4 separate regions of the Mus musculus genome follow, and all the other regions are linked to region 1. A link is a contact called in public ChIA-PET, Hi-C and promoter capture Hi-C data. All regions are on one chromosome and are shown on one strand. Each heading gives the region's core, a stretch centred on a gene start, on an enhancer-like site or on the middle of the called end of the contact. The rest is flanking DNA. Distances are from core to core; before and after follow the strand shown.

Evidence for each region. Promoter capture Hi-C pulls out the DNA fragments that hold promoters and counts their contacts. A called contact is a pair of places that touch in the nucleus more often than the background predicts. ChIA-PET counts read pairs in DNA pulled down with a chosen protein or histone mark.
Region 2: a contact with region 1 is called in a Hi-C map of Th1 cells, with 2.4 times the contacts expected there. The contact joins the enhancer-like site here to the promoter of Cfap70 in region 1. A contact is called at or near these places in 7 of 39 promoter capture datasets (the C10 cell line, the HPC-7 cell line, cranial neural crest and 3 more), 1 of 15 datasets of contacts at CTCF or cohesin (large pre-B cells), 5 of 484 Hi-C or Micro-C datasets (the HPC-7 cell line, Sertoli cells, Th1 cells and 2 more), 10 of 115 datasets of contacts at active chromatin or transcription factors (the 230-238 cell line, the NIH/3T3 cell line, the SCID.adh cell line and 4 more) and 3 of 9 other capture datasets (adipose tissue, liver and pancreatic islet).
Region 3: a promoter capture Hi-C map of embryonic stem cells shows a contact between it and region 1, with 2.2 times the contacts expected there. The contact joins the enhancer-like site here to the promoter of Cfap70 in region 1. A contact is called at or near these places in 16 of 39 promoter capture datasets (the 3T3-L1 cell line, 3T3-L1-derived adipocytes, the C10 cell line and 9 more), 1 of 484 Hi-C or Micro-C datasets (trophoblast stem cells), 2 of 115 datasets of contacts at active chromatin or transcription factors (bone marrow-derived macrophages and embryonic stem cells) and 3 of 9 other capture datasets (adipose tissue, liver and pancreatic islet).
Region 4: a contact with region 1 is called in an RNA polymerase II ChIA-PET map of memory CD8 T cells, with 305 read pairs. The contact joins the enhancer-like site here to the promoter of Cfap70 in region 1. A contact is called at or near these places in 5 of 39 promoter capture datasets (cranial neural crest, embryonic stem cells, fetal liver and 2 more), 4 of 484 Hi-C or Micro-C datasets (the AML12 cell line, LSK cells, cortical neurons and 1 more), 8 of 115 datasets of contacts at active chromatin or transcription factors (the SCID.adh cell line, bone marrow-derived macrophages, embryonic forebrain and 3 more) and 3 of 9 other capture datasets (adipose tissue, liver and pancreatic islet).

What each region holds. Positions count from the first base shown.
Region 1 is chr14:20,449,148-20,455,860 of GRCm38.p6, forward strand. It overlaps Cfap70 (cilia and flagella associated protein 70), which reads right to left and starts at 3,078. Exons shown (of 29, transcript NM_029698.1): 1 at 3,055-3,078. Anxa7 (annexin A7) reads right to left here. Exons shown (of 13, transcript NM_001110794.1): 13 at 6,114-6,713.
Region 2 is chr14:20,336,750-20,343,462 of GRCm38.p6, forward strand. Ecd (ecdysoneless cell cycle regulator) reads right to left here. Exons shown (of 14, transcript NM_027475.3): 3 at 6,507-6,624; 4 at 1,660-1,747; 5 at 1,380-1,558; 6 at 133-325. Among named protein-coding and RNA genes, the nearest start is that of Ecd, 8.0 kb to the right of the region's middle. Within about 2 kb of position 3,547, at least 21 of the 459 cell types and tissues checked have an H3K27ac peak or open chromatin away from gene starts, as enhancers often do. A contact at or near this core is called in Th1 cells, embryonic stem cells and epiblast stem cells, where this site is marked.
Region 3 is chr14:20,563,514-20,570,226 of GRCm38.p6, forward strand. Usp54 (ubiquitin specific peptidase 54) reads right to left here. Exons shown (of 21, transcript NM_030180.2): 16 at 2,430-2,549; 17 at 1,355-1,550. It overlaps 1810062O18Rik (RIKEN cDNA 1810062O18 gene), which reads left to right. Exons shown (of 6, transcript NR_033571.1): 3 at 1,268-1,326; 4 at 1,498-1,534; 5 at 6,357-6,509. Among named protein-coding and RNA genes, the nearest start is that of Ppp3cb, 20 kb to the left of the region's middle. Within about 2 kb of position 2,393, at least 29 of the 459 cell types and tissues checked have an H3K27ac peak or open chromatin away from gene starts, as enhancers often do. A contact at or near this core is called in pancreatic islet, where this site is marked.
Region 4 is chr14:20,376,562-20,383,274 of GRCm38.p6, forward strand. Fam149b (family with sequence similarity 149, member B) reads left to right here. Exons shown (of 14, transcript NM_001024512.2): 10 at 1,214-1,438; 11 at 1,839-1,962; 12 at 2,203-2,322; 13 at 5,188-5,260; 14 at 6,356-6,713. The coding sequence ends at 6,423. Among named protein-coding and RNA genes, the nearest start is that of Dnajc9, 9.0 kb to the right of the region's middle. Within about 2 kb of position 2,315, at least 108 of the 459 cell types and tissues checked have an H3K27ac peak or open chromatin away from gene starts, as enhancers often do. A contact at or near this core is called in memory CD8 T cells, where this site is marked.

The sequences.
Region 1 (6,713 bases), core at 1,828-4,327:
CTACATAGTGAGTTCAAAACCAGTCACCCAGGGCTACACAGACAAACCCTTCCCACCAGATAGATAGATAGATAGATAGATAGATAGATAGATAGATAGATAGATAGATAGACAGACAGACAGATAGATAATAAATGTATGCTTGTTTTGAGACAGGATCTCATATAGCCTAGGCTAGCCCTGTGAAAGTTAGTACTGTCAGCTTGAGAACTCTCTACACTCCTGAAGTTGTGTGCCTGTAGGAGCTAGTTTTGGTCATGCTGAAGTGGAGAGACTGAGCTCCGGTGGGGCTCCACTCCCTCGTCTTGGGGGCTCCACTCCCTGGCCTTGGGCTCCTGTATGAAGAGAGAAAGCCAGCTGAGCACTAGCCGCAGCACACGCTTCTCTTTGATGGCTGACAAGTGTGACTAGGTTCACCACCATGATGGACTGTAACCTGGAACTGTGGGCTAAGAACAAGCCTTTCCACCGTAAGTCACCACTGTCAGAGTATTCTATCACAGTTCAAAGAAAAAACCACAAAAACAAAAAAGAAACTAAGATAGCTAAGGCTGATTTTGAACTCCTAATTTCCCCTACCTCTACCTCCTGGGATTATTTAAGAGTATGCTGTGCTAGGGGTGGAATCCCGGCCTTCAGGGATGCACACTGTGTAAGGACTGCCAAGGGAACCATCCCTCCTCCTCCCCCTGCACGCCTCTCTCTCTCTCTCTCTCTCTCTCTCTCTCTCTCTCTCTCTCTCTCACTCACTCATCTTAAAGATTGGGTTTTCTACTTCAATCCAAAGTGAAATATGATGAGGAAAAGCCTTGCACACCACTGCCAGGAAAGTAAACTAGCACAGCCACTATGAAAATCCATATGGAGGTTCCTCACAAAAGTAATAATGGCAAGTGAGAGACATGGCTGAGGGTGAAGAGCACCGGCTGCTCTTCTGGGAACTCAGGGTCCATCCCAGCACCTACATGGTGGCTCACAACTCTCTGTAAATTCCAGATCCACTGGATCTGATGCCCTCTTCTGACCTCCAAGGACACCAGAGATGTTATGTGGTGCACAGACATACATTCGCGCAAAACACCCATACATATGAAAAAGGAAGAAATAAAATTGTCATATTATCCATCATACACAGAGACATTTGTACCTCATGTCCATTGTATCACTATTCACAAGAACCAAGGTATGGAACCAGCCTGGAAGCTCACAAGACGAATGGAGAAAATATTATATAAGAACCATATACATTAGCCAGATAGTGGTGGCACACTCCTTTAATCCCAGCACGTGGGAGGCAGAGGCAGGAGGATTTCTGAGTTTGAGGCCAGCTTGGTCTACAGAGTGAGGTCCAGGACAATCAGGGCTATACAGAGAAACCCTGTCTTGAGAAGAAAAAAAAAAAGAAGAAGAAATACAAAAAAGAACCATATATATTATATATACAGTAAAGTGTAAAGAATAATGAACTTAGATTCAGAAAGACAAATCTGTGTATTTTCTCTCATATGAAGTATTTATATTTAAATATGTAATATATACATGACAAGAGATAGAAGTGGGTGTGTAGAAGGAGGGTACAAAGGGAGGAGGGATAAAGAAGGATAATGCAAGGGAAAAGAGACAAATACCACATCTTCCCTCCCCTAGGCAGCACCTAGGTTTAAACACACATTACAGGAAAGCAGATGTGGGACTGTTTGGGGTTGAGGGAGGGAAGGGAAGGGAAGAGAAAAGTCAGGCAAATGGGAGAAAGAATCTAAATTAAGTACAAGGACTGAGATATGTAGATCTGTCGTAGATTTGTTTTGTGTGTTTACTGAAAATAAATTTGAAATCTGAAGTAGAACATATCTCTGAGGACCTGTGCATCTGTGCATACTGTGTGCATCCATGTGGGACAGGTAATGCCTTCAGACTTCACAGTCACCATGCCATTTCCCAGTGACTCCCTCAGTCTTGCCCTTGCCTAAAAGCCTGACTTGTCACCCAAATGCTTCCAGGCCCTTTCAGGGCCTCAGTGGCACTGGCAATGTTCTTATCAAGTATGTATTAGGGATCTGTACCATATGAGCTAGCTCATCTGGGTTCCTTGTGCCAAACAAATACACCTTTGAGTCTAAGTGTTTTATTCTAATCCATTCCATTTCTGTCAAAATCATTTAAAACTGCATTAAGTTAGGGACAGGGACAGATGCTGAGGAGATATAAGCCCCCAAGTCTAGTGAGGAAGAGAGATATGTTGATAGACCAAGAGGTGTAAGCTTTGTGGCAGCCAGTCTGACAGATGACTGGGGAGTGGGGAGGGAACTAGCTTTCAATTATGCCTTGGCACACTCTAAAGCCTTCACATATGCCACACAGATAGAAAGAAGAGAGTGAGTTTCAGGCAAGTCTAGTCTGTGGTCTGGCTTAGGGTGCCTCCCTCCCTGCCCCAGCGTATGCATATAATCACTTTGGAACCCTCACATTCACTGTCTTATTCTCTTCTGATCATCTTTCTTAAAGCAGCTACCAAGGCTATTCATTCACTTTGAACATTTCATAGTCGATGAAGATTGTCTCCAACTCAGAAACAGTCGCCGTGGCTGTGAATTCAGCTCGTTCTCTGTCCGGGACATTGGTTTTGTTTACGAGGATGGCGCTGTGGTGGTTTACCTTGCAGTGCTAAGCAGATAAGAGCCTCACGCACGCGGTGCAGACACTTCACAGAACCAGATCCACAGTCCCAGCCGTGGAGACTGGCGACTTTCCTACTGAGTAACTGTGACCTTGCATGAATGCCCAACTATTGTTCTTGCCCTCAACAAGGCGTCCATTTCTAGTCACAGGCTCAGAGGCAGGACAGCTACCAATCGACTTGGGGATAGCATAGAGTAAGGAGATGGGACTGGATCCAGCTCTGGATGAAGCCGGATCTTGGGCACAGCTGGGCTGAGCGAGAACTTCAACCTGGTCTTAGCTGTAGGGAAAGAGCTCAGAATCCTAGAAAAAAAGATCTGGGGAGTGGGAGCAACAGCTTCACCTATAGCCCCTAAAAGGGAGTTACTGGCTTACCTGAGGCAGACGCTGGTTTTCTGTAACTATAGCAACCAGCTAGCTCTCGCGAGAACTTGTTTTTTCCCCACCTCAAAGAAGGAGGTTGCAAATTTGGCTTGTGCTCTGAAAACCACGCCCCTTGGGTGTTTCTCCTTTGCAAGTTTGGGTTAAAATGTAGCTTTCCACCTTTCAAATCTTTTTCCTTTACGATTAATTTCATTATCCACAAAAAATAGAATGATAAAATTAAAAGGAACTTTAAGGAAAGAAACCTTAGATGTCTCCAAAAAAAAAAAAAGTCTTTACTAAACAACTCCCATTTTAGCAGGGTGCCCTGGCCCTTGTCTCTAGTTCTAGCTACTTGGGAGTCCGAGGCAAAAAAGGATTGCTTAAGGATTGCTTGAGTGGGTGTTTGAGGCTATACTGGGCAATATAAAAATCGTCTGCCCTTGAAAAGTAAACTAGTAATTTAGATCTTTTCTCAAAATACCTGTACCTTAAATGCTGACTCTTGGATCTGTAGACGGTTCAGCAGTTAGGAGACCTTACACTCTTCCAGCGGGCCCAATCTCAACTCCCAGTACACAAGGGGCAACTCCAGCCCCAAGTGGTCCAGTGCCGCCTTCTGGTGTGAGTGTCAGTGCTTGCAAAGGGAAGAAACAAAAATAAATCTTAAAAAAAAAAAAAGTTGATTCTCAACTTGGTATGCATAGCAAGTTCCAGGCCAGATAGGGCCACATAGCCAAGTTCTTCCTGTGTTTGCAAAGCACACTCTACACCGCTAAGTTTGGCCCCCAGCAATGGCCATATCTAATAATATAATCAGAAGTATATGTACAAGGTCTAAGCAATTGCTATCAAAATCGTAACTGACAGGCTGGTGTGACAGGCCACAAGAGTGTGACGTGCTCTGGCAGAGGCCCAAGCCTGGTTCACAGCACCCACGCTGGGTGGCTCAGAAGTGACTCTAGTTCTAGGGGACCCCCAGGTCACCTGATGCCTCTAGTCTTCACGGCCACCTGCATCCATGTGCATATACCACACAAAGACACATATTCACACACATAATTCAAAACATAAGTCTTTAAAATAAACACTACTGACTTTGTCAGAAATTAAGAGGATTCACACTTCCCTATTTCATAATGTCCTATAGAAGGATTGGCCTATAAAGTATTAAGGAACAAGGACAGATAATACAGGCCAAAGGAAACGAATCAAGAGTGACAAGTACACACCTAACAATCCTGACCAACAGATTTGAACAAGATGGCCAAGACAACCCAAGGAGGTAAAGAGCACGCAGGTCGACCAAGTCCAGCTCGGTGAACCAATTCACTTATTCAGTCTTACTTGCAGGGACGCAGACAACTCAGGCGCTCGCTATGGAGCAGTGGGGATCTGAGATCAAGGCACAAGAGGGCATGTGAAGCTGAGCGCGTGTCCGCCATCCCTGCAAATTACATCAGGATGGGAAGTAGGGACTGGGGACTCTTGAAGATCAAGTCAGAGAGGTGGCATGCAGAGCAGTTGAGAAGGGACCATCTCAAAACAAGGTTGTGCTCTGACCTCTACACACTGTGGTATATATGGCACTTCATGAATGCATATGTAACAACGCTCACGTGAATGTATGTGTACGCACACACAAAACTGTGGTATGTAAATACATAACAAAATATTCAGTCTTTGAAGAAGGAAATCCTACCCACTTCCCTCCATTTACCACAATGCAGGTGAGCCAGGTGTGGTGATGCACACCTTCAGTCCCAGCACTGTGGAGGCGATAGCAGACAGAGCTGGAGGCTAGCTTGGTCTATACAACAAGTTTCAGGCCAGTCAGGGCTCCAATGTAATACCCTGTCTCAAAACAGACAAGCACAAGAACAAAGGAACAATACTAAAATGCAGATGAACCACGAACTTGAGGAACTAAATACGCTAGGCATTTATAGTGCGAGTATATAGACTCGTATTAACAAAATAGGACTCGTATTAACAGAGCAATGATGGTTGCTGGGACAAAGCTCATAAAAATGGGAGTTGTTCAAGAGAACAAACTTTCAACTCTTAAGTTCTAGAGAAGTGGCCACTACAATTTACAACAATGTAGCACCCCACACTTGAAACATGAACTGTAGATAGACCCTAAGTTTACTCCCTGTCTGTCTCTCTCAAATATGTGACAGTTTAAACTTGATTGTGAAAAACATTACACAAGTTTAGTTCTATCAAAGACTATACTGTGTACTTAAATATAAGCAAATTTAAAATTTGTCATTTACATGTCAGTTAAGCCCCAGGGCTGGACATGGCAGTATATGCCTATGCCTGGCACTTGAAAGGCTTAAGACAGGAAGATTCCAAATTCAAAGCCAGCTACTAACTCTGAAACAAGACTATCTTTAAAAAACAAAATACACAGGGCTGGAGAGATGGCTCAGTGGTTAAGAGCACTGACTGCTCTTCCAGAGGACCTGAGTTCAATTCCCAGCAACCACGCGATGGCTCATATGGTGCTTCATAATCATCTATAATGAGAGCTGATGTCCTCTTCTTGTGTGTCTGAAGACAGCTACAGTGTACTCATATAAATATAATAAATCTTTAAAAAACAACCACCACCAAAATACACAACCGAGGAGCTGGAAAGCTGGCATTGTGATTAAGATCACTGCTTGATCTTCCAGAGGACCTAGGTTCAAGTTCCAGTACTCACATGGCAGCTCACAACCATCTCTATCTCTATTTTGAGGATATCTAATGCCCTCTTCTGGATTCTTCGGGCACCAGGCATGCATGGTACACAGACATACATATAGGCAAAAGATTATATCCATAAAAATAAGTTTGTTTTTAAAAAAAACATACATGGGGGCTGGTGAGATGGCTCAGTGGGTAAGAGCACCCAACTGCTCTTCTGAAGGTCCAGAGTTCAAATCCCAGCAACCACATGGTGGCTTACAACCATCTGTAACAAGATCTGACGCCCTCTTCTGGAGTGTCTGAAGACAGCTACGGTGTACTTACATATAATAAATAAATAAATCTTTAAAAAAAAAAACATACAAATTACTCTAGGTCAAAAGAGCTGTGGTTTTTAAGAAGTGTACAATTTTATTGTTTCTGTAAAGTCACAGGACCAAACTTACTGTTTAAACATTTATCTTAAAATTAAAGCTCTACTCTAATAAACTAAACACAGAGGACCTGGGTTCAGATACCAGCACTCACACAATAGTTCACAAGCATCTGTAGCTTCCATTTTAGGGTTTCCAACACCCTCTCCCAGTCTCTGTGAGAAAAATAGGCATGCAAGTGGCTGGGTGCATGTACATGTTTGCACGTAAACACTCGTGCACATAAAATCTGTTTTTACAAGATAGAAAACAGAGGCTTTTATAAGTGATTTTCCCTGTGACAATTAAATGTAGAATGGTGCTTGCTTTTGCCCTTATCCATGGGAATTGGGTAGAGACACAGAAGTAATCAGGTTACTCATGGGCCTGGGCCGTGGATGGGGAGGAAGAGGAAGAGGAGAAGGCAGTTTCCTGTGCTTCCAGTTAAGCTCCTGCTGCCTCAGGAGCATTCTGGTTACCATGATAATGTAACATCTGGGGTCTCAGTGGCTTAGAAGGCCAGCCTTGCACAGGACGTCACTGTCAGAGCTGTGTGGT
Region 2 (6,713 bases), core at 2,297-4,796, 110 kb before region 1:
AGAAATCTGCCTGCCTCTGCCTCCCGAGTGCTTGGATTAAAGGCATGCGCCACCACGCGCAGCAAGCACTAACTTTCTAAGAGAACTAGTAAAAGTATAAGAAAAACTAAATGACCAAGAAAGATATCTCACCGAGGCCATTATTCGTGTTTCAGGCAAAAATGTCTTGAAGACACGACAGGCTCTTAGGTCAATGGGGTCCCGTAGGTAGAAGGCCTGGACGGCTGCCGACAGCAGCCTGGGCTGTTGCTTGAGCACCGCCACAATGCCGGCTGGAAGGAAGCAGTGTGCTCGATGGAGGGATGCTTCGACCCTTTCTGGGTACCTGCGACAAGTAGCAATTGCTTTTATGTTATATGTTCTTTTTATATATATTTATCTTTTATGTAAATATCAAGATTTTTTTTCAGGGTCTTACTAGGTACTTATGGCTAGCCAGGAACTTGTTTTGTAGACCAGGCTGGCCTGGAACTCACTGAGATCCTCCTGCCTCTTATTCCACGGTGCTAGGATTAAAGGTGTGAGCTAGCACATCTAGCTTTAAAAGATCTGTAGTGTTAGTAAGACAATGCTTGGAACCAAAGAGCTATTGGGACTTCTCTTCTCTTAAAAATGAAGCCTAAAGGGTTCCATACAGGTCAAAGAATCATATAGACACTCCAGAACCAAAAAACAATAAAACAAAAAGCCAAACGTATTGTATTGTATTGTCTTCTTTAGGTTTTTATCTATAAAAATCTCAATTTTTATTTTATCTTTTAAAATTTATTATTTTATGCGTATGAATGTTTTGCCCATATGTATCTGTATGCCCAGTACCCACTGAGGCCAGAAGAGCGTGTTGGGATTTCATGGGACTGGAGTTGCAGACAGTAATGAGTGGCCATACGTGTGATGGGAATTGAACTCAGATCTTTGGGAATAGCAGCCAGTGTGCTTAACCATGAAGCCATGTCTCCAGCCCCAATCTCAAATTTTCATAGACTATACTTTGCTTGACACCTAAGTAAGGTAAATAAAAGAAAAGATACTTTTGGATGGAAAGGCAAACTACATCTAAGTCAGGGACAGTGACACTCCTGGAGCCACAGCTGCTCAGGAGGTTGAGGAAAGAGTTAGCATGAGACCAGGGGGTTCAAAACTAGCCTGGGCAACATAACAAGACCCTATCTCATTCAGTCAGCCAGTCAACCCATCAGTCAACCTGTTTTCTGATTTTAAATTCCATAAATTTAACTGTCAGTTTCATGAACAGTGACGTCAGTAAAGTGCAGATGAGCATTGACCTAGGCTGAAGGAATTCTGTGTGCAAATAAAAGCCTGTGCTGCATTGAACCAAAACGCTCCTCAGCTAAGAGTCTCCGTGCTCCCTTTCTTACCCACTGACGCGCCTGTCCACAGCAGCTTGTATAGATTCTGAAGCCAAAACAGCTTCTGGGTGTGCCGAGATTATACTCAAAGCTTGCTGGATTGTTGGTGGTGTCATGGGTAACCATGGTATCCTTTCAGATTTCCTCGGCACAGGAATAATGCACAGCTCCCCATGATGAAAAAACACCTGCAAAATGGCAACCTTAGTGTCTTCACGGTCTCCAGGAAGCCTGGGGACACAGGAAATGACGCAGCATCTCTGCGTTCTCTAAGCCTGGGTGTACTTACCCTGTTGGCACTGTTATCAGGGTCCAACCACTTAGGGAGAAAGTCGGCCGCTTCTATTAACAGGAACTCACCATCATTGTCTTCAACCCTAGTGAAACAGAAGACCCATTTTCACATTCACAGAACATGAACAGCTTCAATCAAATACATTTTCCCCTTCTTCTCAGAAAAATCTTAAGTATATACTACGTACAGATTGCAAAAAAAAAAAAAAAAAAAAAAAGCAAAGTTTAACATATAGTCAAGTAGGGCTGGTAAATGGCTCAGCAATTAAGAACGTGCTCTGTTCTTGCACAGGACCCAGGCTTAGCTCACAGCCCCATATCAGGCAGCTCACAAAGGCCTGGAAATCCAGCTTCATGACATCTCATAATCTGGCTCCCACTCACAAGTATAACCTCTACATACATACATACATACACACACACACACACACACACACACACACACACACACCTGAAAACAATAAAAATAAATCTTAAAACATACAGGAAAGGCCTAGAGAGATGGCTCAGCGGTTAAGGGCACTGCTTTTCCAGAGGCCCTGAGTTCAATTCCCAGCACTATAATGGGATCTGATGCCCTCTTCTAGTGTGTCTGAAGATAGCTACAGTGTACTCACATACATAAAATAAATAATTAAAAAAAATACAGGAAAAGCCTATATGAAACCATAAGATTGTAAGGAGATTAAGAGACACTAATGAGAAAATCAAAGTACTATGTTAGACAGAAATATGGAAATACATAAGTACCAAAAGGCTCTGGGGGGGGGAGGGCTACTTATAAGTGTAACTAGGAAGACCTTTATGTACAAAGCGTTACTTGAATCTACAAAGATTATTTTTTGTCTCATCTATTTTTAATTTTTGAGTAACAACGTCACATGGCTAAGGTTTTTTTGGATGTATAAAGTTAGAGTGGGAAGCTGGAGAAGGCACCTGCTGCACAGGCATAGCAACCTGTAGCTGATCCCAGGAACCCACAAAAGGATGGAAGGAAGAAACTCCAGAGAGTTATCCTGAGGACCTACATCTGCACTGTGTACTCAGGGCTCCTTTCCCCCAGATATCCTGCACACGCACGCAAACACACCCAGTAATACTAGTATTCAACATTTTAAACTAGTTTTATTATATATATTTTGCCTGTAAGTGTGTATGTGCATCATGTGTGTGCAGTGTCCACAGAGGCCATAAGAGGGCGCTGGGCCCCTGAGAACTAGAGTTACGGAGTTGTGTTATTTGGGGGGTGGTGACTCATACAGAACAAGACTTAAAAAGCAATCCTACCACGAGAACCCATGAGTGAGCATGTGCTATACTTCACAGACAAAATTTTTTTAAAAAAGAAAAAAAAAAGGTATTTTAGAGTGGGGTTAGCAAAATAGTTAGAACTTTCCTTTAGAAAGGTCAATCTGGTAGGAACATAAAACAAGTATTTCTGTCTTTTTTTAAATTTAAACACACAAAAAATGGAAGGTAATGCATATGTCGTCAATGGGCTCAATTTAGCCATTCTATGATGTATATATATTTCAAAACACACATTACAAAGAAAGTGTATATAATCTTTTGTTTGTCAATCAAGCACAAATGTAAAGTTTAGAAAATAAGCTGAAAACATTACAAAAACTGCAGTCCTTGCTATCTGAAGGATTAAGAGGGAATACAGCTTAATCCCAGGGGTTCCAACCAGCCTGAGCAACACAACAAGAAGCAAGATGTCATCTCACAAAAAGAAAAGAAAAGGTAAAGGTAGCGAATCATCTATAATCGGAATTCCTAAGGGTCAAACGGCACAGCGCTGGGTGTTCACTTCACACTGATCTTTCTGGCTGGGCCCTGACGGTGCACACCTCTAATCACAGCACGTGGTGTACAACAGAGTTGGCAGGACACAGGTAACAGGGGGTGATGTAACTTGAAGGTTGTTGAAGTTAGAGGACACAGGGTACACAAGGTGCATTTTCTACTTTAGTGCCCTCTGCTGGCACCGGTAGGTAACTACAGAGAACTAGCTGCTTTTTAGAACAGATTATAACATAGCACCTGTTTAGCTTCCCATACTGACTTCTCTTAAATTTCTGTGTATGACTCCTTAAAAAGTGTATCATTGGCCAGGTGTGGCGGTACACACCTTTAAGGACAACACTTGGGAGACGGATCTCTATGAGTTTGAGGCCAGCCTGGTCTACAAAGCAAGGACAGCCAGAGCTATTACACAAAGAAACCCTGTCTTGAAAAACAAACAAACAAACAAACAAACAAAAACAAAACAAAAAGAAAAAGAGGAGGAGGAGGAGGAGAAAGAAGAGGAAGAAGGGAGGAGGGGGAAAAGAAAAAAAGGAAGAAGAGAAGAAGGAGGAAAAGAAAAACCATTAGTCAATAAGAGAGAAAATATTATAGAAGTCTGTGAAACATATATTACCGAGACTACATTATTACACTGTCAGGCCAAGTGTGCAGATCACTTGGACTGGCTGTACATGGACTCAGGGTAAGAATGTTGTACACAGAGATTCTTGGTTTATTTTTTTTAATCCTTACAATCCAGTAACTCAGAACAGAGTAAATATACAGAAAAGATTAAAAATGAAGATCTGGATGTGGTGAAAGTGAAACCAGAAGAGAAAAATGAGGTGTGGCTTTCGGGGGCGTGGCTTTCGGGGGCGTGGCTTTCAGGGAGGCTGACAGGAGGTGAAGCTTCAGGTTGAAATGAGCCGCGTCTTGTAAGAAACGTGTCACAGTGGAATCCACAGAAGCCATTAGTGGATAAGCTTCCCTGCCAACCAGTGGAAATGGCCAATGCAAATAATCCTTCAGTATCTCTGATGGGTAACTAGAGTAACTATGTCCTTAAAAAGGTGTCCATAGTGCTGACATCAAGAAGACTCAATAGGGGTGTGTGTGTGTGTGTGTGTGTGTGTGTGTACATACATACATAGATGTACACACACACATTCACACACAGATTCCTGGCTGGCCTGGAACTTGCTATGTAGACCAGACTTGCCTTGAACTAGCAGAGATCCAACTACCTTTGCCCATTAAGTGCCAGGATTAAAGGTGTACACCAAGTTAGAACTTTTTTTCATACACATTAAAAGTTCATGAGGATTGTGGACTGGGGGCAGGTAGGGATAGGAACAGGAGGGATCAAGTCAGGGGGTGGAGGGAGAGACTACTGGGGGAGACAACTGCAATTGAGGGGCACTGCAGTGGTGAGGTAGAAACCTAGTGCGCTAGAATCTGTCTGGGATTTACAGAGGTGATGCTAGAGAACACTCTTCGTAGTGGGAGATACGGAACCATCTTCTGTGACCAGGCAAGGCTTCTAGTGAAGGGGCTGGGGCACCAACTCAGCCACAAAACCTTCAAAGTATAGTTTGTTCTGCCTACAAAATGCGCTGGGGTAAAGGTAGTGCAGAACTTGTAAAAGCAGTCAACCAATAACTGGCCCAACCTGAGACCCACTCCACAAGAGGTGGCCCACACCTGACATTGCCTGGAGGGCCAGGAATCAGAGGCTGGATAGCCCAGAGATCTAGGATAAAACCAAATATGAATAGCCATTTTAAAAAAGGCAATAAAATGATTTGTAATGATATTCTGCTATACTCATAGACCGTAACCTAGCCCAGTCATCATCAGAGAGGCTTCACCTAGCACAGATGGGAGCAGATGCACAGACCCACAGAAGAGCATTAGGCAGAGCTTGGAGGAGAAAGGATTATAGAAGCCAGACGGGTTGAGGACCACAAGAGAACTCACACAGTTAACTAACCAGAACTCATAGGGCTCACAGAGACTGAACCAACAGCCAAGGAGCCTGTGTGATCTGAGTCCTCTGCATCTATGTTATGGTTGTATAGCTTGGTGTTCTTGGGGGACTCCCAACAGTGGGAGTGGGGGCTGTCTCTGACTCTTTTGCCTGCTCTTACTGGGTTGCCTCATCCAGCCTTGATATGAGGGGGAGGAGGCATGTCTATTCTTATTGTAACCTGTTATGCCATGTTTGGTTGATGTGCCAGGGAGGGCTGATCTTTTCTGAAAGGAAATGGAAGAGGAGTGAACTAGGGAAGAGAAGTGGAGGTTTAGAGGAAGAGGGACTGGGAGGAGAGGAGAGAGGGGAAACTACAGCTGGGTACAGTACCTGAGAAAAATGAAATAAAATTTGGCTATACAAAAAAGAAGGAGGAGAGGAAGAAGGAGGAATTGTTGTTCATGATGAACCAGGTGTGGTGGCACATGCCTTTAATTCCAGCATTCAGGAGGCAGAGGCAGATGGATCTCTGAGTTTGAGGCCAACCTGGTCTACGGAGTAAGTTCCAGGACATTCAGGATACACAGAGATGCCTGTCTTGAGAAGACAAACAAACACTGAGTTCACAATGGTAACTGGGGAGGCCACTAGTGCAGCACCACCTTTTATGCTGTTTCACATTTTTATTTACCACAAGTATTGTTCTCTTATGATTAGAGCTTACTGTTTCTTTAAAGCAGGGTCTTCCTGACATAAGTCAGGCTGCCTTAAAACCCCAATCCTCCTCCCTCTTTCTCCTAAGCACTGGAGCCATGCGTGTCCATGATGCCAAGCAATGATTAGAATTCAAAAGCAGCAAAAGCTAAGCTAAGAAGGTTTTGCTAGAGGAACTGAACTCTCAGTGTCTTTCCTAGAAAACCAAGTCGCAGAAGAACAGAAAGAAAACAGTCAGCTTTTCAATCTGCCCCGAATATGAACAATTTCTGCCAGAGCTCAGACAAAAATTACTAAAAGAAAACAAATATAATCACTTATGCTTTAAAATGAGAATCCCTTTAGAATAATTAAAATAATGACAATACCTGGCCACTAACTCTGGAAATTCCTTTGTAATCTGCTTTATTACATAAACAATAAACCATTCATCCTCAATGTTATCTCCAAACTTTGTCATGCCGTACATATGAGCAGGAACACCTCCTGTAAACAAGAGAGAAGTGACTGTGAGCCAGGCAAGTGTGTCCCTGCAAGGAAAAACATACTTAACACTTGTTTACCATGGCTAAATT
Region 3 (6,713 bases), core at 1,143-3,642, 110 kb after region 1:
AATAAAGAGAAAAAGACAGAGGGGAAGAAGTGGAAGGAAGGAAGGGAAGGGGGGAGAGACAGAAAGACAGAGACAGAGAGAAGCAAAGACAGAGAGACAAAGAAAGGCAGAGACTGATGGATAAAAGATAGACAGGGACAGATAGATAGAGACTTACTTTTAGTCTCAAGACATTTTAGATAATATGAATCTGTATACCCCAAATGTTTGTAGCTTTAGTCATCCAGTCACTCTTGTAACATGATTGTGGTAATTTAATCAAAACTTGGCCTAGTGATGTAGTTCAATTGGTAGAGTGCTGGCCCAACATGCAGGATGCCTTGGGTTCAATCCACGGAACTGAATAAACCTGAGTAGTGTTTAACAGGCCTGTAATACTAGCACTCCAGAGGCAAAAAGAAATATCAGGAGTTCAAGGCATTGCAGAGCCTAGTTAGTCTAGAAAAGGGGGGGGGGGGGAAGGGATGCAACATTGACAGTAAAACGGATTTGTATCTGAATTCTATACTTCTACCACTTATTAGCTAACTAACTATCCTCTCTACAAGCTTCCTTATTTAGAACGTATGCTCGATAGCAGCTACTATCTCATCAGGTAATAAATAAAACAGAAAATGCTTGCCTCTGACCTGAACCCAGGCAAATGTTCAAAAATTTTAACAAGCATAATGAAGCTAATAGTTAAAAGACCAACAAACGAGGCAGAGAACGTGTAGCTTACTAGTAGAACGCTTGCCTAGTAGTATAGTATATACAAGTTCCTGGATTTTATTCCCAGGAAAACACACACACACACACACACACACACACACGCAGAGAGAAAAAGTTATCTACTTTTATTATAGTTATATTTATACCCCTAAAATGTGGGAACTATCCCAGTACCTCTTGGGACTTTCTCCTTGTCCTGACCTTAGAGAAGCAAACAAAGAAAATCTTTGTGTCTCTTCCCTACGGTTTAATCAAAGTAAGAAAAACTGGTTATTTTCTCTGTGAGGATGGTAAATATTGAAATCCCAAATTAAACAGTTACTACAACAACATGAAGGGTACAATCAGATTCCATGTTTAAGAACATAATAAATACAACTATAATAATCATATTGCTACACAAATCCAGGAAATTTGGATAGCTTGTTATTTTGTACTTATTTGCATCTTTCTAGGAATTATTAATGAAAGGACCATCTGTGAAATGAGCTTTTGTGTGTCTGACCTTAGAGAAGAGAACCTTAGTCATATAAGGTTTTTCTCTTTTCCCTGGTAGTGAAGAAGAGAAGAGTTCGTGCTATGGCGTACCCATGGACACTGCCTCCCCTGCTATCCGTAAGCTAATGTGGTTCTCAAGCACTACCTTGTCGGCTGAGGGAGGGCGCCCCCCTGTGATGGGAGAGAGGCTGAGGGCTGCACCGGCTGCTGCGATGATGCTTGTTGCTGCATGCGATCCTGAAGGCTTCGTGCTTTTCGAATACTGATTTGCAACTTCTTATCGACTAGGGCTCTGCTGTGCGTGCTAGAGCTGGCATCATGCAGGGTAAGTCTTAGTTTAGCTAAAATGCAAAAGAAAATATAGCAGAAACAACACAAAATACAAACAAAAATAAAAGAACAAAAACTAAACTAAAACTAAGCAAAGATAGGCGGTAAAACAAAATATGTAGCAGCAGGAATGCAAGGCATGGACTGTGCATGCGCTGTCAAGAGCGCAGAACCAGCTCTGGCTCAGGAAACATTCATGAAAGCCAGGAGACCAAACACATTAATTAAAACTTAAACAAACAAAACACTAAAGAAAATCAAACAAAACTTAAAGAGCAGGAAGATAAACTAGCACGTGAGGTTGCCACTCTCGTCTTCTCACTGACCTGTTTGACTCCGGTCTCCACACTCTGCTCCCAGTTCCCCCTTTCTGATGGCCAATGACAAAAAAATAAGGTCCAAACCTGCACCCGTCTTTACAGAGCACAGCTTCATGGAGTCATATTTAAGAGTCAGGTACCAATTCTTAGCCTGAACCCCTTGCTGTTACAGTATGGTACTGCATACCAGAAAGGCAGGAGAAGAACAAAAAGAATAGAGTATTACAATGAAAAGTTACTACCTAGGGAGTCAGAGCCAGTTTCTTCAGTTGGCCTACTCATTAGTCAGGGACTAGAGAAAGAGTAGGCTAACCTCATATCTGAAGTCTAACTATTTGGGTTAGAATTCATCTGTGGTTTCCTGTTGAGGTTGTTCCAGTAAATGTCCACAGACCACAGTGGCACCACAAGGTACATTTTGAAATCTGAAGGGGAAAGATAGCTAATTGGCCTCCCCGGGAACACAAGAGACATTAAAAACTGTCCCTATGGCCATCTGCATGACAACACTAGTTCCTATTGTGGAGTTAGTCGGGAAACGCCATAGCCAGTAGCAGTTGAGTTACTTACAGATAGCTTCGTTACACAGAGCCAGAGCTGCAGCACAGTCTCCCTTTTGTTCCAGATGCAGCGACTCTTCAAATATTGAATTTGCCTCTTGCAAGGACCTTTCAAAGCCGTCACTCCTCCCTGAAAGGGCCAGCACTTTCATTTTTATTATAGTTAATTCCAACTTCTCCTCTGTACTGCTTCTTCTCTTTGGGACACAGATCCTTGTTGTTAAGCCTCTGGTCTACTTTTTATCTACCTGCCCATTGCTATTAAGAAGGCTTTAGAACAACTAAGGAATCCATTTTTGCCTTAACTGAAATCTAACCAAGGCCAGGAAAAGGTGGGGGTGGGAATACCATGACTGCCATACTACTATCCCAGCTCTAATACCTCCTTTCAAGGAAAGAACAAAGTGTTGTCCATAGTAGCAACAGAACTCTCGTGCCTAGAACTGAACTGCCACCACAAAATACCAGGACATACCTTGTCAAATGTCAGCTACCCCAGACTTACTGCTTACATGCTGTAAGCATGGCTTACGATTCTGTGGAACATCACCCTTGCCACTTCTAATATAGCTTCAATTCCCTCTTCACCACGCTGCTGTCAGTACACTTCTTGGGCTTGAGGTGGTCTACAGTTTCTACTTCAATAAATCTACCATAGCATTGAACTTCATTTGTTGTTACATGGACTGGCCTTTCTTTAGCAATGAAAAGTTTTTACCTTGATCATGCCTCACTCACCAAAAGTATCCATCTCTAAAAGGATGATGATCCACTTCTCATATAACAACATAGAGTATTCCCCCCAACTCCCAAAGTGCACATGGGTCAAAGGAGATACAAAAGAGGAGTCCAGGAACAGTGACAGATGAATGGACTAAGATGTACAGTAAAGACACTTTGTGAAGGACCATCAGAGAGCCTCACCTTCTAGTCATCTCTAACATAAGCTGGTAGGAAGTTATAAAGTTACTTCACTTACAAATGGAATTGACATTGAGCTTTCACATGGTCACAGGGGCTGCAAGATTGAAATGTCAAGCCAGGTATGACGGCACATGCCTGTTATCCCCATTACTCTGGAGGTGGAAGGAGGAGGATCCCTGAGCTATACAGCAAGGTAGAAGCCAGATACTTCATGGCTACATAATGAGATTGTATCTCAAAATCTCAAAACAACAGAAAAGAAATAAAATGACTGGGATAAAAAGTCTAAGGTTTGGGGGTTTTTTGTTTGTTTGTTTTTGTTTTTGGATTTTAGAGACAGGGTTTCTCTGTGTAGCCCTGGCTGTCCTGGAACTCACTCTGTAGACCAGTCTGGCCTCGAACTCAGAAATCCGCCTGCCTCTGCCTCCCAGGTGCTGGGATTAAAGGCGTGCGCCACCACTGCCTGAGTTATTTTTCTTCATCACAACACCCTTGCTTTATCCTCATTCACCTACAGACGTCAATGGTAAGAAAGGCTCTGTCAGAACCATAACAAATTCAATTTCTACAGCAGTTAGCTTTTAGAAAGCAAAGACAGTGGAAAGTAGGTTGGTTCTGAAAACCTTGGTAGTCAATTTCTATCCCATCTCTACATCTCTGATTTCCCCCAGCCCTGAACCCAAAGTTCTTTCATTATGATTGTAATCAACTGAGTCTAAACATCTAGAATTAGAGGTGGTAGCTTGAAAGAAAAGAAGGGCTAGGCATGGAGGTATACACATATAATCCCAGCACTTCTGAGGCCCAGGCATGTAAAAGTTCTCAACTTTACAAAGATCTAGGCAAATTATAGTTACTGAGTAGTATAGCATATTTAAATCTTAATCATCTAGAATCTCTGCACTCCAGGCTGTACTCTCTTTGATGAGGCTATACCAGAGCTTATCAAAAACTGATAATGAAACACAATGATCAGGATTCCTGTTCAACTCTAATGCATGGTGTCACTAAGAGAGAAAGGAAAGGACAAGGTCAAAGATGACAAGATCCCTCTTTCAGTAGAAATATAAACTTTAAACTAAGGAATAGTGGCGCATGCCTGTCATCTCACCATACATGTGAGGACAACCTGATCTACAAAGCGAGCTCTGGGTCAGCCAAGGCTCAAGAGTGATGAAATCTGGTCTCCAAAAAAAAAAGGGGGGGAGGAGGTAAAATGGATGAGGAGGAAGCTGGAGTGATGAAGCATTTGTCTTGCAAGCATGAGGGCCTGAGTTTCATTCCCAAGTACACTGAATAAAGGCAGGTAGGCGTGTCCACTTGTACCCAGCACTGGGGTAGCAGGGATACATGTGCCCTGACGTTCCCTAGCCAACCAGACTGGCCACTCACTTAGAATAAAGAACATGTCCCAGGAAATGAAGAAAAAAAGGTATACAACATCTAAGGATGCCCTCTGGTTTCCACATGCACTCAAACATACATGTGCACCTGTACACATACAAACATACAAACACGGAACAATATAAAACTGGAACATCAAACTATTAAGACTTGAGTTCAAAATGAAAAATCGATTACTGAATATAGAAACAGCTAAGAGGAATTGAAATTTTAAAGCCCTTTTCTTTTTGGTTTTGTCTGTTTGCTTGGTTGATTGGTTTGGTTTTGAGACAGGGTTTCTCTTCGCTGGCTCCCCTGGAACTAGTCCTGTAAACCAGACTAGCCTTGAACTCAGAGATCTTGCTCTGCCTTACCTTCTACGTGCTGGAACTAAAGGTCTGTGCCACCACACCAAGCTTTAAAATTCATTTTGAAACAAGCACAACAAATAACGTGAGAAATAGAAGGCAAAAATTGTCCTGAATCAAAAGAAAGTAGGGGGCAGGTGACTGGCTCAGCCATAGAGACCCTGGCAAGTGTGAGGTCAGGGCAGTGGGGTGAGGGTGGGGGCTGGGGTGGCTCAGGAGACCCTGGCAAGTGTGAGGTCAGGGCAGTGGGGTGAGGGTGGGGGCTGGGGTGGCTCAGGAGACCTGGTAAGTATGAGGTCAGGGCAGTGGGGTGAGGGTAGGGGCTGGGGTGGCTCAGGAGACTCTGGCAAGTGTGAGGTCAGGGCAGAGGGGTGAGGGTTTGGGGTGGCTCAGCTATAGAGACCCTGGCAAGTGTGAGGCCCTGAGTTCCATCTCCAATATCACAAAAAGAAAAAAAAAAGAACAGAAAAGACCATAGTAAGGTTAGAAGAAAAGCTTTCCTTAACTGAGACTACTTAGTCCAAAAAAGTTGCTTTAAATATGGAAGGAGCTCAGAAAAAGCAGCCAGTCCAGGGCACTCGCTCATGACTTCGTGCTGTTTGATCAGCAGATTCTGAGTAATAAGAGCAATACATTCATTTTAGAGAAAGTAAAACTTAGGTAAATCTTTCAAAGCCTATAGAAAGAAGATTACCTCAAGCTGTTAAACTCGAAGACTAGTCTCTTGGCAGTAGTGGCAATCTAAAACTAATTTGCTTTTGTGTTTTTTGGTTGGGGTAAGTAACCAATATGAGGGAGTTGGGGAAGTTTAAGTCTATGTATATTATCTAAGATTTATTTAGGAATGAGCTGTTATAGGATCAAAAAGTTATTTATGGATGGGTGTGGTGGTAGAAAGCTGCCATCCCAGTCACTTGGGAGGCTAAGGCAGGAGGATAGGAGTTCAAGGCCTGCCTGGGCAACAAAGGGAGAACCCCAGCTGGAAAACAACCCCAACCCTAAAACCAAAAATGAAAACAAAACTAGCATATTACGGCTGGGAATCCAGCTCAGACAGAGCCTCCTGGGCATACATTGCCCCAAGCTCAGGCTGTAGCACTATGTTAAGAGATGACCATGCTTTTGTGCTCCCGCAACTAAGACTTGTTTTACTTACATAATTTCTAGAAGTTACGGAAACATTTTCCCTGAATAATGCAATAATGTACTGTCTCTAACCTTCGGGCTTAAAACTTTTTTAAAAAATTTTATGTGTATTACAGGTATTTGCGTACATATATGTCTGTGTACCTCGTGTGTTTTTGGTGCCTGTGGAGGCCAGAAAAGGGCATTGGATGCCCTGGGACTGGAAATGCAGATGGTTGTGAGGCACCATATGGGTGCTGGAAATCAAACCCAGGTCCTCTAGAAGATCAGTGAGTGCTCTTAACTACTAAGACATCTCTCTAACCACTGACCTTCAGGCTTTTAGTGGATGTTCATAGAAGTAGTGATATCTCTAATCAATAAGCTTCTCAATTCAAAACTTAACTCTCATTACAGTAGTTGAACTGAGATAAAATCAAATATTGCAAGTGTGGATCCTATGTTTTGCCTTTTCTCTCTGTCCCCATTACCTA
Region 4 (6,713 bases), core at 1,065-3,564, 73 kb before region 1:
TGAGTCAATACCTAGAAGCAAGAAGATGCCAAACAGGTGTGTGCTTAATATTTGAGAAACTGCCAAAGTACCCAACAGTCTCACCAGCAAAGCTAGCTTCATCTGGGGACCATGCATTAGGGGCTGAGGCAGACTCCAGTCAGAAGGAACGGAGAGTAAGGAACACACCAGAACTCAGGCAAGAGCTGTGGGGTCTGCAGTCAGCACTAGTGCAGGATCACAGCGGAGCTCGTGATCTCTCTCAAGCATTCCATCCCCACCATTCAAAGGAGGACGAAGGACGGGGAATAGCAGATAATGTAGCAACAGGAATCAAAGTAAAAACATGAATTCCAAGCTCAGGACATTTGTTTTATGGGAAATATGAGTTTCTTTTGGGTTCTGTTTTGAGTAATGGGCCACCTAGAGAGAATGTGGAAGAGACCAGATTCGGCGACTGACTTAAAGGTCACCTAGCAAGAGATGGCAGTTGAACCCACAGACAGAAGAGGAGGCGACAGAGTGGGACATTGATGGAGAGCAGCTACTTCCTGCAGGGATCCACTGCTCTGCTCCTATTGGGCAGCATGTGGCTGGGACCTTTTGATTGTTCCCAGCTTCAAGGCTCCAGACTAAACTGTAATTAGGTTCCAATGAGCCAGCAGTTTAGACGTTTCTCTTATCTGTGTGTTTAAATGGTTTGTTTCCACCATGTGTGCAGTGTCCACAGAACTCAGAGGAGGGTTTTGGATCCCCGCCAACTTAACTCACTATCCTCAATATGAGAATGAGAGCTACAGTGACGCCTCAGTATCTAACCCTGAAGATACTTTGTCAGCTCAGAAAGTGCTTCCCATCCTGTAGGCCCCTGAGTCAGAAGCACTGAGTCAGCCTTGCCTTTCCTAGAACTGAACAAGTGACTGTGCAAGTGGGTCATGGGCGCTTTCCCAAATCTCCATCCTAGGAAGCTAGAGTTAAAACAGGTCATTGTCATGGACAGACACACTACAATCCATGCACTTGACAGGCCAGCAGAAGGATCTCAAATTCCAGCCTGGCCTAGGCTGTGTAACAAGCCCCCACATCTTAAAAACAGCCTCTCACTCTGAATCTTAGGTAAGCTTCTGGAAGCCAGTTTGCCCTTTTCTTCCCTGAATGTCTCAGGCTCTTTACCCTGAGCCCTGTCTTCTTCTACATAGTGATTTTCATTGTGGGTTTCTGATTTTGCCACTAGAGATCTTGATGACAAGCTACTTACGAGGCCTGGGTCCAGTTCCGTCCTTTCAAACCGAAATTGGCCAAACCGTGCCATGGAGCTTAGTACATCATCTTTGTCATATACAACGCAGTCTGCCAGGAGGCGCAATCCCCCACCACGTACCCTTCATCCGATCAGCACAAGCCACTCACGCGCTGGAACACCATGGCCTGTAGAAGAAATCCTCAGAGGACCCCGGGTGTAGGTTTCAAATGCAGACTCTGGGAACCTGGTAAAGCTAGTGTCAGTAATTGTGAGAATCGTCATAGAACAGGCTTCAGTAGAAGACTAGACTGAGGCTGTGCCCAAAACTAAGACCACGCAGTCATACAGTGTGCTGTCTGCAGGTTTAGTCCAACTCAGAGTTTTACTTAAGTTTTGGTGAAATACAAAACTGGATGAGATTATTCTGTTGATACAGCTGAAGAGTTATATTTGTGAAATTTAAGAGAGAAAGGGAAAAATCCCTCTTTGCTGCCCCTATTCTGAAAATCTGGGTGGCTTCAAGCCTCCTGAGCACACTGACTTTACTAAGTTTCTCATCACTTTGTGTTGTTACAACTTTACTTTTGCATATCGGTTTTGCTGCTGGGATCTTCAGTCCAGTGACAGCAGACACACTGTCTTCTCCCTCTCCAATGACCTTGGGTCGGAACAATCTGCTGCCACCTATTGGAACAGTTGAAGTAGAACACCTGAGCGCCATGGGGCCACAGCGGCCAACAGTAAGCCTTTCACCCCGCCTTCCCGGGCTTACTCTGAGCTCTCACCAGCAGTAGTTCTGTAGGACTTACCTTGAACCACACTCTCCTCTGACAAAAACAAACCGGGTTCTAGGCCATGGCAGCGAAGTTGGAGCTGCTTAGGAGTGGGTACCACAGCAGCTGATGTTGGGCCAGGGTTACTATGGAACAGGTGCAGCTCCCAGGACACAGCTGTTTCTGTGACTTTCGTCTCCTCTGCAGAAATCCCATGGTGACTCCAGCCGAGCCCGAAGTGCAGTGGTAGACGAGCCTAACCAGCAGCCCCAAGAGAGGCTCCTTTTGCCTGTCTTCTCTAGACCCAACACAACTCAGTCGTTTCTGGTAAAGTGCTTCCTGTTTATCTGGTTTGGAGGGGTTGACACAGTGTCTCAGACAGCCCATGCTGCTCTTGAACTCCTAATCCTGCCTCAAGCTCCTATTTGTCTTTGATAATTTGGGAAAGAAGGGGGGGGGTATGTTTGGCAAACTTAGGACTTATCTAGTGGCTTGATTAACTCAAATAGTTGGATGTTCTAATGATAAAATACCATTCTAGGTATATCTTCCTAAAATTCTAAGTGGTGCCCTGCCTCATTCTTTTGGTGGTAAAATGCCCTACTTATAAAATAAAAATCTCAGCAGCATACTCTGAACATAAGCACACTACAAGCACCACTGCCCCCTGCTCTACCTGCCTGTGCTGTCCTCCCTGCTCCTGTACACTTTACACAGTAAAGTGGGGTCAGGTGGAGGACTCGGAGTGTGAGCTGAGTTGACCCTCTTTCTGATGGCTGTGTTAAATGCTGACGCTTGCCTTCTCAATTGTCGTGCACTTACAAGCCCTTTTACTTTTAAGGAAGTACTTGAAAAATTCCTGAGGACTGGGGCCATGTGACCTTGCACACCTGTAGGTCAGTACGTGGTTCCTACCTCATCTGCTTTGTGGCAAGAGGGCTTGCCAAGCACAGGGAAATGATTGAGCTCACACCGAGTGCTTAGCCAGGGATTCTGTGTCCTGCTCCAGTTTGCAGAATGGCAACATCTGTAGCTCATGTACCCAACCTGACCCTTGGACCATCTACTAACAGTGGTGGGAGCTTGTATTTCTATGTTTTACAGGGTTCCCACAACAAATGACCACAACGTGGGCAGCCAAAACAACAGAAATGTATCACTCTTACAGTAACAGAAACTGGGAGCTCTCTGTAAGCTTTAGCGAACCTTTCTTGCCTCTCTAAAGCTTCTGTGGTTGCCTGCAATGCTTGGGCAGCCTAGCCTAATAGATAAACCCCAGATCTCAGTGAGAAACCCTGTTGCCAAAACAAGGTGGGCAGCTCCTGAGAACCACACCAAAGGTGGGACCCTGCCATGTGCACTCGTGTGGGCACACACTCACACTGCTCATAGGCACAAAGAGGAAGTAATTTTAAAAACAGTTGGGGTTAGAGAGCTAGCTCAGTGGTTAAGACATTTGGGGTTAGAGCTAGCTAAATGGTTAAAAAATTGTGTTTTCGATTCTCAGCACCCACATGGCAGCTCACAATGTAACTTCCTGGTGATACATGCAGTCAACATGTTTATTACAATAAAATAAAAATGAAAAGATAGCAGCCATTGAATTTATAGTCCACTCTAAAACAGTAGTTCACCTTGATTACTCATGCGAAGAAATGGGTTTCCAAAAATAGTCACATTCACAAGTTCCAAGATGATGTGAGTTTTGAAGGGCACTATTCAACTCAGAATTTCCTGACGCTTGAGTTAGGCGGAAAGGCACAGAAAAAGCCAAAAGAGAAACGAAGCCCTGGCCCATAGGTTCACTGTAAATCCTGGAAGCCTAAGAGCATCTGAACGGTCTCATAATTAGAGTCAGAACATTTGTTAAGCCGTGTTTATGTTCTATATGTTCTTTCCTTTCAAAATTTAATTTTAGTTGCCTTAGGAATAAAACTGAACATATGAAAACACTTCAAAGTCTCTTTAAAAAATAAGTTTATTATAACAGTAAAAATTGCCTGCCTTAGCATCATTTTCCCCATGTCCTACCATAAAGATTAAGTAGCAGCTCGATATAACTGAAAGTATGCGTGCTGAGCCTTAGGCCTGGAGCTGTTGGCTATAACCTTGTTCCTTGGTGCTTTTGTCTAGGCTCGGAGTCAGTAAACCTCAGCCCATGAGCCCTGGAAGGGCTACTGCCTGGTTTTGAAAATAAAGCTTTATTGAAGAAAAGTCACCAAGCTTCTACTTTTTACTTTTTCGACAGCCATGTTAAGCCGCTCCAATCACTACCATGTGGTCCCTAAAGCAATCTGCTAATCTCTCATCTTTCTGTTGTTTTGGCTGCCCACGTTGTGGTCATTTGTTATGGGAGCCCTGTGAAACAGACAACTACAAGCTCCCACCACTGTTAGTAGATAGTTCAAGGGTCAGGTTGGGTACATGAGCTACAGATGCTGCCATTCTGAAAACTGCTGCAGAAGATGGACTCTCTAGGTACTTTCCCCTCACAACAGTGTTGATTCTATTTAAATGGCACCCTGTAACCTCCGATGGCATTATCTTGACCAGCTATGGTGTTGCAAACCTGCAATCCCAACACAGTGGAGTCAAAATAAAATATCTTTTTCTATCTGATTGCAACATTACACCATATGGATTTGTAAATGCTAACGTTTTCTTAAAGACGAAGTAATACAGTTGTAGTACATGAAGTTCCTACAAGTTAGCAAATTGCTTTGTGACCATCTATCTAGCTTGGAGTACTCGGAATTCAATACAGGTTGGCAGATGAGTTTTTCATTGTTAACGTTAAGGTTTTCCTCTGTGTGGTGGTTTGAGTGAGATGTTCCCCATAATCTACGGCATTTGAGTACTTTGTCCCTAGCCAGTGAGGCTATTTGGGCAGTTGAGGTATGGCCTGTCTGGAGGAAGTTTTATCAACTGAGGGTGTGTGAGAGTTTAAGACTCCCACCAATTGCTAGATAGATGTCTGCTTCCAGCTTGCAGTTGAAGATGTGGCTTCTCAGCTGTTCCTGCCACCATGCTTTCTGCTTCTCTGCCTTGATGGACTCAACAAACTGTTCCTTCTTTTGGTCGCTTTGCTCATGGTGTTTTAACAAAGCAGCAGAAAAGGAAGGAATATACTCTGTAAGCCTCAGACAAGTATCTTTTGAGCTACATCCTAAGATGCCTTTTCTCTTCTTTTAGCCAGACACACAGTACCGAAGTTCATGTGCATCTGAGTATCCTCATCAGGCCCGACCTGGCAGGGGCTCTGCAGGTACAGATGGGCTGCAGCTCTTGCTTTTATCTTCTTTATTCCTACATATCTTCCTTTCCTGCAGGCTTCTCTAGACTTAGTTGTCCCCCATCTAGGGAAATCATCTTAGCATCATAATGGGTATAAAAGAAAGGCCAACTGCTCAAAGACAAAAAAGTTCCTGATTTCTGTTTTGTTTTTAATAACAAGTAAGTTGATCTTTAAGGTAAATACTGTTTGTTTTTAACAAAAATATTTGAGGGACCAGAAAAAAAAATAGCTCAGTGGTTTTAAGAGCACTTGTTCTTCCAGAGAGCCTAAGGTTCTAGCATCCATGTCAGGCAACTCACATCCACCTGCACGTCCAGTTCCGAGAGCTCAGACTCCCTCTTCTGGCACCCACACCTGTACCTGTACACAAGTGGCATACACTCACAGGCACACACACATATGCATAAGTAAATTTTTTTTTTTTTTTTGATTTTCAAGACAGGCTTTCACTGTGTAGCCTGGCTGTCCTGGAACTCATTCTGTGGACCAGGTTGGCTGGCCTCTGCCTCCTGAGTGCTAGAATTAAAGGCATATGCCACCACTATCCAGCATCTTTTTTTTTTTTTTTAAGCTTCCAATCTAGTTACTATATTCAGCTACACTTTGAGTAAGATGTTAATTAGTTTTAACACCTAAGTTGTTGAAATGAGCATCTCAGTTTTTAATGAGTAGGTTCTCAGCAAAACTAGGCTACAGCTTTGGTTTTGTTTTGAGACAAAGTCTCAATTATTCAGTCCTGACAGCCCTGGAACAACTATGCAGACCAGGCTGGCCTTGAAATAGCAAGAGATCTTCCTGCCTCTGCCTCCCCAGTGCTGAGACTAAAAGTATGTGACACCACACTCAGCTTTCTTTTACTTCTTAGACTCTAGCAGTTTTCTAAATAGGGTGAACTGTGTAAACATGGTTTTTAATGTCTTGGTGAATACACACTTCTCAGTACTTAGAGACCATATCCAACTTTAACATCCAACTACTACTTTATGTAAAAGTCCACGGCATGTGATGTTTTATTATCAAATATAGACTATTTACTGTTATTCTGTGCAATTCTGTATCCGACAGGTCCTCAGTCACATGGGTCTACAAAACCTCAGAGCAGAGGTGGACCCATCTCTAGAACCAGGCAATGACCACAGGGCAAGTGAGAACCTGCAAGGTTGCAGCAGACTTGGGAGCACATGGAGGCTTTTCATGCCCCAGCATTCAGGCACCGGATGATGCACAGCTCCTGCAAACAGCAGCTTGGTCCGTCAAGTTATCTTGGTACAAGTGTCCGAGAAATACTACAGAGTATCTGCCAAAGACTGCACTGGTAACTAACTGTTCTGCATGCAGTTACTGTCTTCTTTCAGCTTTAGTTAACCTACTCCATGGGGCAGTAAAGATTGTACCCAAAGACTTGACAATGGAAAACCACCCC